Linked DNA regions of Mus musculus: region 2 is linked to region 1. The links are chromatin contacts, called in public HiChIP or PLAC-seq maps. All regions are on one chromosome and are shown on one strand. The core of a region is the stretch at or near the end of the contact, and the rest is flanking DNA. Distances in the headings are between cores, read along the strand shown. Region 1 overlaps Hsp90aa1 (heat shock protein 90, alpha (cytosolic), class A member 1). Region 2 overlaps Cdc42bpb (CDC42 binding protein kinase beta).

What was found. HiChIP or PLAC-seq counts read pairs in DNA pulled down with a chosen protein or histone mark.
Region 2: an HNF4G HiChIP or PLAC-seq map of pancreatic cancer cells shows a contact between it and region 1. The contact joins two enhancer-like sites. A contact is called at or near these places in 1 of 39 promoter capture datasets (liver) and 2 of 115 datasets of contacts at active chromatin or transcription factors (pancreatic cancer cells and trophoblast stem cells).

Annotation. Positions count from the first base shown.
Region 1 is chr12:110,685,286-110,691,074 of GRCm38.p6, forward strand. It overlaps Hsp90aa1 (heat shock protein 90, alpha (cytosolic), class A member 1), which reads right to left. Exons shown (of 11, transcript NM_010480.5): 11 at 5,751-5,789. Among named protein-coding and RNA genes, the nearest start is that of 1700001K19Rik, 5.6 kb to the left of the region's middle. Within about 2 kb of position 2,971, at least 132 of the 459 cell types and tissues checked have an H3K27ac peak or open chromatin away from gene starts, as enhancers often do. A contact at or near this core is called in pancreatic cancer cells, where this site is marked.
Region 2 is chr12:111,350,635-111,356,423 of GRCm38.p6, forward strand. All of the region lies in intron 1 of Cdc42bpb (CDC42 binding protein kinase beta), which reads right to left. Among named protein-coding and RNA genes, the nearest start is that of Cdc42bpb, 24 kb to the right of the region's middle. Within about 2 kb of position 2,972, at least 158 of the 459 cell types and tissues checked have an H3K27ac peak or open chromatin away from gene starts, as enhancers often do. A contact at or near this core is called in pancreatic cancer cells, where this site is marked.

The sequences.
Region 1 (5,789 bases), core at 1,721-4,220:
ATTCCCAGTGCTTTGACAGTTGCGAGCCTGTCTGTATTGCTGCCCACAGCAGAAAGAGTCTGGCTAAGGCTGAAAGCAGCAGTAACCTGTGATAGAGGCATAAAGTTCAGCAAGTCCATCTAGCGGGACAGCAGTAGGCTCTCCCCGGGTCCTGTGACCTCCTAAGCCACAGGATTCTGACAGGGTTACAGTCCCAGGGATGACTTTTCTCGTGGGGAGCACACCTCAGATCCAATCAGAGAAGGATTGGTTGCCCCTGGAACCTTCACACAACTGTTGCACCAGAGGACACTTGTTGCCTGAAGTTGGTTATTGGAGCACAAAAGGGACCAGCCACCATGCTGGCTTACTGTGCTGGGTAAGCCACCAATGGCTTGCGGCGGCCAGCCAAGGACATCGGATCCCATAGAACTGGAGTTACAGTTATGAGGCATCAAGTGGGTGTTGGGAATTGAACCCAGTCCTCTGAAAGAGCAGCCAGTGTTCTTAACTACTGAGCCAGAGTGGATGCCTGAGTGTCATTATTCTCACAAATTCAAGTTGTATATAATCACACAGACAAGCCCCACGTGGCCCAAAGGTCTCCCATGGAGGCATATACACCAATAGCCCCGGCCATCTTAGTGAATAATCTGAAGTAAACTCACTCCCGTTCTCTACACCTGGGAGGGGCAGCTAGCGCAGCCCAAGACCAACGCTATGGTTTTGAAGAAGCCGAGATCACAAGACTCTTGCTTTCTCACAAGCGCTCAGAATTGCCATCATGTGACTCCATTCTTGGCCAGTGTTCTGACACTTGCCTCCGTCTCCGGAGGGTTTATGTAGAACAGCGAAAACCAAATACTCTGTGGGTCCCTTAGTTTTGTCTGGATGCTTCTGTATTGCTCAGCGTGTTTAATTGCAATCGACTAGAATTACCAGGCGTGTCTAGTTCCAGGACAGCTAGGCTTTCTTGAATTTTCCATGTGGCCCACACAGGACGTTCATATACATTTCTTCTAAGATTAGCAGGCAAAATGTCTCCAGTTGAAGCCAGTTCTCAGTGAGGGGAAGCATTGAAACTTCTCAGCTATGCCAAACTTGTGTTCAAGGTAAAGGTCAGAGAGTAGATTGTATTGTCAGACCTGGATGGTTTGATCTTGTTTGGTGGTTTCTTTGTATTTGAGAAAGGGTCCTGCCCGTAATTCAGGCGGTAGGGCAGGGGGAACTCATTATGTAGACTAGGCTGGTCTTGAACTCAGAGAGCTATTCCTGACTATGGTTCCTGAGTGCTGGGATTAATAACACACCCCCATCAGACTTCAATTGAAAATCCAATTCCTGAGGCTGGTGAATTGGCTCAACAGGTAAAGGCACTTGCTGCTGAGTCTGACAGCCTGGACCCACATTTTGGAAGAAGTGAACAGTCCCCTAGAAGCTGTCCTCTAACCACACGTGTGCACATGCACACAAACACACACGGTAACATAAATTAAAAATAAATAGAATGCGTTTCTGCACGGTGTGTTATTCTGCACGGTGTGGTAGCAGGCCTGCAATCCCAGCAACTGGGAGGCTGAGGCAGGAGCATGTATCATCATGAGTTTTAGGTTAACTTGTGCTACATAGTAGATGCTGTCTTAAAACAAACCACCAAAATGGCACATGCCTGTGGTCCCAGTACTGGGGAAGTAGAAACAGGAAGGGCAGGGGTTCCCAGTCATCTCCAGTTACTTAGTTAAGATCCTGTGTGAAACCAACAAAACAACTAAACAAAAAACAGAAAATATAAATAAGGGCTGGAGACTGGCTCAGTGGCTCTTGCAGAGGACCTGCCTTCATTCTCTGCAGCCACACGGTGGCTTACAACCATCTGTAGGTAACTCCAGTCCCAAGAGGTACAGCATCCTCTTCTGGCCTCCTTGGGTACCTGGGAACATGTGGCATGTGCACACACACACAAAGAAAAAAAAATATTTTTTTTATTTTCTTTTTTTTGTTTTTTCGTGACAAGGTTTCTCTGTGTAGCCCTGGCTGTCTTGGAGCTCACTCTGTAGACCAGGCTGGCCTCGAACTCACAGACCCACCCACTTCTACCTCCAGAGTGTGCCACCATACCCTGCTGGGGTTGTTTTTAATCTGGAATCTACAGAAAGTGTTTGGGGCTGGAGAGATGGCTCAGCATTAAGAGCACATGTTACAGGGGCTGGAGAGATGGCTCAGTGGTTATAAAGCACTGACTGCTCTTCCAGGGGTCCTGAATTCAATTCCCAGCAACCACATGGTGGCTCACAACCATCTGTAATGGGATCTGATGCCCTCTTCTGATGGGTCTGAAGACAGGGACAGTGTACTCATATAAATAAAATAAATATTAAAGAAAAAAAGCACAGGGCACTCTAGTGCAGGACTTGGCTTTGCTTCCTAGCACCCGCATCAGGCAACCTACAGGTGCCTGTAACTGCCGCTTCAGGACCCAATGTCTTCCTACTTCCAATTGTGCTTCATTATGCTCAAACCCTCACACAAGGCACACGTATTCACAATTAAAACAAAACAAACCTCAAAGAAAAAAAAAAAAAAAGAAACCCGAAACAAGTGCTTTGATACTGCCAGTCTTTGGTTCTGCAGTAACGTACTAATCTTTGTTTGGATTTTGGCGGTGCTATTAATATACAGTGACTCACCAGAAGTGCAGCTTTCTGGAATGTTCTTCCTAGGGAGGTGATGTTCCTTCCCATGGAAGACTTCTCTGCAAATCATTCTTTAAAGGTCTGAACACACCCAGAACACTCGGGCAGGGTGGGGTGGAGGGCAGGATGGGACAAGACACACAACAAAGCTTCCTAAATGGTACAAATGTAAATGAATTGCCCTCCTAGGTAAAGTATCAATTGTACTTGCCAGTTAGTCACTGCACAAACATGAATCAGGCACGTGCCTTGGGCTCCAAGCCAGCAGTTAACAGTTTCTATCCACACCCTCCTTTCCAGCTGGCAGGAGGCAGGCCGGCTGTGACCAGTTAGTGTGCAATGAACGCTCCTAGGGGAGGTTCAGTGCAGGCTGGGGGTACCTCTCACACCGACAGTGTGTTGTGAGAGGTACTGGCTTCACCTCCAGCACCAAAGGGAGGGAAGGAAAGTAGAGGGTGCAAGGAGGGTGTTAGGGGCGTCTGTCACAAAAAGGTTCCGAAGAGTGACATCTAAACAGAGGCAGAAGATGTAAAGTGTTCATCTGATACACAAGGGCAGAGAGATTGTTCCAGCCAAGTCACTGCTCCCCCAGTCAGGGCTGCTGTTCCCAAAGGAATAAGAAAATGTTTTGAAAACAGTTGCACCAGCAGGTGGTGGCGCACGCCTTTGACCCCAGCACTTGGGAGGCTGAGGCAGGCGGATTTCTGAGTACAAGGCCAACCTGGTCTACAGAGTGAGTTCCAGGACAGCCAGGGCTACACAGAGAAACCCTGTCTCGAAAAACCAAAAAAAAAATAAGAATAGAAAACAGTTGCATGAATTGAGCATGTTGGCTTATGGCCTGTAATCCCAGTACTGTAATAGCAAGTTCTGAATCAGCCTGAGCTACATGAAGGTCTCACAAGAAAAAAAATAAGCCTAGGATATATTATCTTAACTCAGTGACAGTACCCACCTAACATACATGAAGCTCTACATTCAATCTCCAGGACTGAACACACATCAAGAGTAGGACATGGGGCTGGAGAGATGGCTCAGTGGTTAAGAGCACTGACCGCTCTTCCAAAGGTCCTGAGTCCAACGCCACACTTGGGAGGACAAGAGCTTGAGGACACTTAGCTCTGGGAAGTTAAGGCTAACTTTTGACTCTGTCAAATTGAATTGAGTCCCTAGACTGGACAGTTTTGTGTCAGCTTTATACCAGCTAAAATGAGAGGAGGGAATCTCAAGAAAATGCCTCCTGAAGATTGGCTTGTAGGGGCTGGAGAGATGGCTCAGCAGTTAAGAGCACTGACTGCTCTTCCAGAGGTCCTGAGTTTAAGTCCCAGCAACCACATGGTGGCTCACAACTGTAATGGGATCGGACACCCTCTTCTGGTGTGTCTGAAGACAGCTACAGTGTACTTATATAATCTTCGGGCTGGAGAAGAGATCCTGAGTTCAATTCCCAGCAACCACATGATAGCTCACAACCATCAGTACAGCTACAGTGTACTCATATAAAAAAATTTTTTTTTAAAGATTGGGTTGCTGGGCGGTGGTGGTGCATGCCTTTAATCCCAGCACTCAGGAGGCAGAGGGTTAAAGCCAGGATGCACTTTGTAGGGAGATTCTGCCCATCTAAGTGATAAGTTTGTGAATAGTGTGCTAGTCTAGTACATGATGTGTGTGTGCCCGCAGTCCTGGATGTAGTAGAAGAGCAAAGTGAAGGCAGTACATTAAGTTAGGATTCTGATGTGAATGATAGGTGGTGGGGAGGGGGAAATGGAGGTAGCAAGTGAGTCTTGTTCTCCTGTAAACAGTACTAAGGAATTGGTAAGTGCTTATCACATTACATCCTTCAAAGGTGCTAAGATGCTAAGACAGTGGTTGTGAAACCTAGGTTGCCTAAGTAGATAAGAAAAATCAGAAAATAAGCAGTGGTTGGGGGTCATCCCAATATGAACTATTAAAGGGTCATCATTTGAAAGCCTGAGAACCGTTGCTTGGTCACAATTGGCTAAAGAAGTAGGAAGTCCTAGTGTTCTAAATCATTAAAGTTGCTTTCTGCAAAGTGAGACCAGCAAAGAGGGTTTGGTGTCAGATACACAAGTAAATGATATTACAGAGACACAAGCCAAATCCTGTAGGGTCCCACTTCCTTGCCTCTTTAGAGCTAGGTTCCAGCACAGGGAGAGGCAGGAGTCAGCCTGGTACTTGTTCAGCATACATGAAGCCCTAGGTTCCATCTTGTCACGTAAGCGGAGGCATGAATTCAAGGCCGGCCTAGGCTATGTAAGAACTCAAAAGCAATGGGAAAGTTGTATGGTGGTTGCCAGATGGGAAGTCAAGTTGGAAGATGATTATACAGAATGAATATATTCACAACAGTAATTAAAACTGTAAAAAAGTTCTTAAGGGATTGTCTTAGGGTTTCTATCGCCACAATGAAATACCATGACCAGAGCAGCTTGGGGAGAAAAGGGGAGTTTATTTGCTGGACATCTCCACAGGACATAAGAGGGTCAGGAATGGAGGGAGAAGCCATAGAAGGTGCTGCTTACTGGCTTGCTCAGCCTCCTTATAGAATCCTGGATGGCACCACCTACAATGAGCTCATCAACTTATTAATGTCTTATAGGGCCGCCTACAACCCAATCTTTTTTTTGGTTTGGTTTCTCCTTATGGCCCTGGCTGGCCTAGAACTCAGAAATCCGCCTGCCGGGATTAAAGGCGTGCACCACCACCGCCCGGCTTTGGTTAGTGCTCTTTACCTGCCCCCTATAGTAAATACCCACTATTTTTCCTTATAGCCTCCAAGACAGGATTTCATGGAACTCAGGCTGGCCTCAAACTACCCAGCCAAGTCTTCAAACATGCCTTTATCTAAGAGGTGCTAGGACAAAATCCCAGAACCCCACAGACCAGCTGTTTTATATTCCCACTCTAGCAAGAAGGTCTGAGTGTGCTGGGGAAGAGAGGATGTCCACATATAGGACACACAAGATTAAGTCTCTGGACCAGTGTAATTTTTATGGATCAAATGTGTGTGTGTGTGTGGGGGTGCGCAAAGAAAAGACACATTCCACACTTCTTTTTATCTCCTCTGTATTTATCTTTTAAAGCAGAATGTGATTG
Region 2 (5,789 bases), core at 1,722-4,221, 670 kb after region 1:
ACTGTCGCATACTCTTAAACACGCCAGCTAGGAAACAAAACAGAGTGCTCAAAACACCATCTGGACCAGGCGTGGTGAAGTGAGGCCTCAGCCTGGGATACATTAGTGAGACCTTCCTCAACTGATCAATTAATATCAAAAATAAAATAAAGATTAGTGATCTTTCAAGTATTATTTATATTAACATCTCAATTTAAAAAAAAAAAATTCTGGCATGATGCACACACCTTTGTCCCGGCACTCGGGAGGCAGAGGCAGGAGAATCTCTGATTCAAGGCCAGCTTGGTCTACATAGCAAGTTCCAGAATAGCCAGGGTCTGTCTCCAAAAAAAGCATTTATATGCGTGGCTGTTTGGCCTGCATGTGTCTGTGTAGCACATATGTGCAGTCAGTCCCAGAGAGTCCAGAAGACAGTGTTAGGTCCCCAGAAGTGACCTTACAGAGGGACCCTGTCCTCCAAAGAGCAGCTAGGGTTCCTAACCTCCGAGCCATCTTTCCAGCTCCATACAACACTCTTAAAAGGCAGCCAGTATGGTCAGTCAGCTGGAGGAAGGCGTGTCAGCTGTAACTGGGGCCATTAATGCTGACTCTCAGCGATACAGATCATAAATGGAGCAGGACACCACATGAGACAATTCTAAGTTTTAAGAAGAGTAGAACTGCAGCCAGGCATGGGGCTACACTATGATCCCAGCACTCAGGAAGCAGAGACAAGAGATGAGTTACACAACGAGAGATTGAAAAGCACACGGAATGGAACTCTTCTACACTCCATCAGTATCTAGACACTCCGTGCTACTGGGTCAACAAACACCCACAGGAAGTGCTACGGACCAGGTGGGCACTCACACCATTAACCTGGAGTAGCACCAATGACGGCTCTGCCAGTTCCCGCACTCTCAGTCTTCAACTCTGGGGGTCCTGGAACACTACCAAACACTAAGTCCTCCCTTCACAAAGAGGACGTGAAGCCTAAGTCTACCTCCTATGGGTTACCCACTTTCTGCCCAGCACAGCCACAAACCTGTGAGGACTGACTGTCACCATGACATCAAAGAGATTTAACTTCTCCAGTCACCATGACAAGCCATCAAAAAGAGATTTACCTTCTCCATAAGGAAGGCTCACACCACCATTCCCATTCCTCCAGACCCCACTGTACTTCTTTTTTTTTTTTAAAGATTTATTTATTTATTTATTTATTTATTTATTTATTATATGTAAGTACACTGTAGCTATCTTCAGGCGCACCAGAGGGCATCAGATCTCATTATGGGTGGTTGTGAGCCACCATGTGGTTGCTGGGATTTGAACTTAGAACCTTTGGAAGAGTAGTCGGGTGCTCTTACCCACTGAGCCATCTCACCAGCCCCCCCCCCCCCACTGTACTTCTTGCTCTGCACAGCTGGAGGTCAGACGCATTCAAGTGCTCCATGCAAGTGCTCCACACAAGTGCTCCATGCAAGAGCTCCACCTTCTCCTGTCACCCAAAGGCAATGGATCATCAATCAAGATAACTACTATGGCTAAGAAGATGGCTCAGCAGTAAGACAGGACTGCTTGCTGGGCCCCAGCTGAGGCAACAGAGACAAGCGGATTCCAGGAGCTCAACCACCAGACTGCCAACCAAGCCGAAGAGTCGGCAAGCTTCCAGTTAAATGAGGGACCCTGTCTCAGGGCAGAAAGGCAGAGGCAAAGAGCATGAAGACACCTGGTGTCCTCCTCCAGCCTACGAGTGTTCACACACGGGTATCCACACCCCCTCAAGAACATGCCACCACCACTCACACACACACACAAACACAGAGAGAAACTATTGAGAGAGATCCAAATTGTAAGAAAAACTGAAGCCCTGTGTTCCTTTAAAGGAAAACTCTGCCAGGAAGAACTAGTGGCAAAGAGCTCTCTGACTGAGAATCATGAAATGAGAAACTAATGCCTTATACCCCCCGCTCCTTTCCCAAGAGGAGAAGTAAGACTAGAACGTTGACCAGAGGGGCTAGCAGGGAAAGAGTCTGAGGAAGGAGGGCCGTGGCCAAGGCAGCTGCCGGCAGATGGCAGGCGTTTAGGCTTCCCTTTCCCACGCAGCAGCTCACAATGCCGGCCATCAGCTATCAACCCGGCCTCAGCCTCTGGACTCAAGCCTTCCTTTTTCCCCCCGAGGTGAGGTTTCTCTGTGTAGCCCTGGCTGTCTTGGAACTTGCTCTGTAGACCAGGCTGGCCTCCAACTTAAGAGATCCAACTGCCTCTGCCTCTAGAGTGCTGGTACTAAAGGCATGCGTCACCACACCCAGCTTAGGCCTAAGTCTTTTTGCAAGTCTCTCAACTCTTCGGTCTCTGTAGCTCTATGTCAGCAGCATCATGTGTGCAAATGAAGTGGTCTTCAGGATCTAGTGTAAATAGAGGGTAATCACAGAGAAACAGGGACCCTGAAGGCAACTGACGTAGCTGGGACATGGAACACACAAGACACAAGTCAACTCCACCTGAAGGAAGGCTCTGTGCTTCTCCTCACCCGTCAGGAGAACGCGTGGCTGCCTGACACACCGTGGCTCCTAGTGAGAGCACAAAGGTTAACACTCACGCTAAGGGTTCTGAAATATGTGCTCAAATTACAGAGCCACACTCACTTGTACAGGTAACTAGGTATTTGTGAAGTGACAGCGGTCTACGTCACAGGCAGGCAGTTGCAGACCCCCGTCATGAACCAGGACCTGGAGAAAAACGGACTCGACTCTTCCAACAAGTCCCAGTGGTGTCCCTAAGTGAGACTGACGGGGACCTGTGGACCCGAGGCACTCCCGGCGGGTCAGCAAACGATGCCTTTGAATTATGCTCAGCGCGCAGCTGCAGAGTGAGGAGGAAGCTTTTTAACAGTGAGTCAGAAGCCAAGCCAGCTACAAGCTTGGGCAGTGAAAGTCCACTGGGGTGGGAAGGCTGTGCTGAGTCAACACCAGCCTTCATTCCAGCAGTGTACCGTCACGCCGCCTATGCCCGGATGAAGCCGGTCACACCTACTTTCCAGGCCCACTTGGGGCTGCCCTGCTGCCCTTCACTCCCGACACGCCCTCTTTGTCAGGTGCCTTTCTCCATTCTTTTCAATGTGGTGGAAGCTGTTGTTACCATGGAAACAAGCCCGCAACCACCTCACTGTTGCACATCACGTCAGTGTCTGACCTCCTGCCTGAGGATGGTGCACGGCACTTGAATACTCCATGGGGCTGTGATCCCAGCCACATGCAGCGCTGTCCTGTGGGAGTCCTTCAGTGAAGAGAAGATCCTCTGCTGTCACGAGTAACCCTGCAATAGAGCCAGCTCCCCTGCTGCTGTGAACAAAAACATTCATTTTAAAAATTCCAGGGCTGGCACAGTCCAGAGCCTTGCCCAGCTGCACGCAGCCCTGGGTTCTGTCCCCAGTAGTGCCTCTCTCCCCAAATCATTAAAGTGAAAAGTGAGTGTACAGCAGGTGACGGAGTGAGAAATTATGGCCACTGCACTCTCTAGTTTCCAGGCCATCTCTTCCACAAGCTCTTGGATGTATCATATTTATGTACATCCTAGATTTAAGAGACAGGAAATCAGAATTAAAGAGTGAGGGCTGAGACAGGCGTGGAGGTACACACCTGTAAGCTTAAAACCTGGGAGCTGACGCAAGAGGACTGAGGCTTCAAAGCCAGTCTGGGCCACACAGTGAGTTCCAGGCCAGCCTAAACTCGGCCAAGGGACTGTCTCAAAAGGCAAACAAGTAGGTAAACAAGTAGCTAAAAGTGCTGCCAAACCTGACTGACTTCAGGTTCAATCCCTGAAACACACGGAAGGAAAAAAAAACCAACTCCCACAAGTTGTCCGCTGACCTCCACATGTGCCCTTCTTAAACACACATGCATGCATGCATGCACACATGGGGACACACACAGACAGACACACACAGAATGAATGCAAAAAAAAAAGCAACAAACCAAACCTCACCCCGGAAAGATAAGTGCCTGTTAGCAAGTGGCTGAAGAGGGTGGAGAATACTGGAATGCGGAGAGGTTAGCATGTTCTGGAAGTATCTGCTCTGTACGGACAGAGGTTGTCAAAGTGGGTTCCTCGGCAACCCCAGTCTGGTTTCTATTGCTGTGATAAACACCATGACCAAAACCACCCGAGAAGGTCACAGTCCATCACCAGGGGAAGTCAGAGCAGGAACCCAAGGCAGGAACCTGGAGGCAGGGACTGAAGCAGAGGCCATGGAGGGTGCTGCTTACTGACTTAGCTCCATGCCTCACTCGGCCTGCTTTCCTGTATAGCACAAGACCACCCGAGCAGGGTCGGCCCTATCCGGAGTGGGCTGAACCATCCCATATCAATCACTAATCAAGAAGTTGCACCCCACCGGGTGGTGGTGGCACATGCCTTTAATCCCAGCACTTGGGAGGCAGAAGCAGGTGGATTTCTAAATTCAAGGCCAGCCTGGTCTACAAAGTGAGTTCCAGGACAGCCAGAGATACACAGAGAAATCCTGTCTCAAACAAACAAACAATAAAGAAATTGCACCCCACGGCCTCGCCTACAGGCTAAGCTGATGCTGACATTTTCTCAACTGAGGTTGCTTCTTCCTAGATGACTTCAGTTGTGTCAAGCTGACAAAGCTCTCACGCCTGCGGCATCTGCTGGAGAAGGTAGGCAGACTTAGTAACAGAGACTGTCTACTGGGAGCAACTGAGCTTAGAAGTTAGGATGCTCTACCCTGAACGATCTCTCTTCTCAGGGGGTCCACACCTGAAGTCATCTCTGCCAGCCAACCAAAAGACAAGCTGAAAGGGGCCCAGAGGCACATGGGTCCCCTGAACACAAACTGATGGCTTTCTCAGTGTTGGCAAGATGGTTCGGTGGGTAAATGTGCCTGCTGCCAAGGCTGACTAATGACCTAAGTCTAACCCTTGGAACACACGTGGTGGAAGGAGAGAATGAAATCACACAAGTGTCCTCTGACCTCCAGAACTCTATGCATCTGCAACACAACCACGCCAAGCCAAACACACACAATAAGTAAACAAACATTTACAAACAAACAAACAAACAGCTGCCGGATTTAAAGGTGGAATGCTCAAGTCAGGAGCAGCAGGGGTGGCTTACAATGCATGATATACCCAACCTGAACACACATGTGTGTGTGCGACACCATCTTTGATTGTATTCCACTGTATTTTTTTAAATGGGTCTTTCTCCGAGCCTAGAGCTCTCTCTCCGCTTTGTCTAGACTAGCGGGCCAGAGGGCCTCAGGGATCCACCTGTCTCTCTGCGCCAGCAGCTCTGGGGTTATGGGTGTGCGTCACCACACCCTGCTCTTACACAGGTTCTGAGAACTCAGGTCTTCACGCTTGCACATAAACGAAGTGCTTTCTGCACTAAGCTGTCCCTTGCTCTGCCCTCAGTGTCATCCGGATGGCCACCATTGGAGCCTCCCAGGAGCCCCAAGCCAAGGAAGAGGTACCAGGTACAATAAAGTCTGCTGTCCTGCTGCTCTGGGGAAAAATAGGCCAAAGGTCTTTTTTTTAATGTCCTTTTTTTTACTGTAGCAAGCAGATTCTCATTTTGTTTGACCCTGTTTTAGACAGACAGGTAAGATGTAAGCTGAGGATGGAGAGGAACCAGCAATGCGCACAGCCTCTGTGCGATGGAAATCCGTGCACAGCACGCTTTGCTGCCCGCCCCCAACCACCAGCTATGTGCATGGCAGCATCCCCACCTGACGGGTAAGACAACTCAGGGCTGTGATCACAGCTCAGACAGGAAATAGCAGA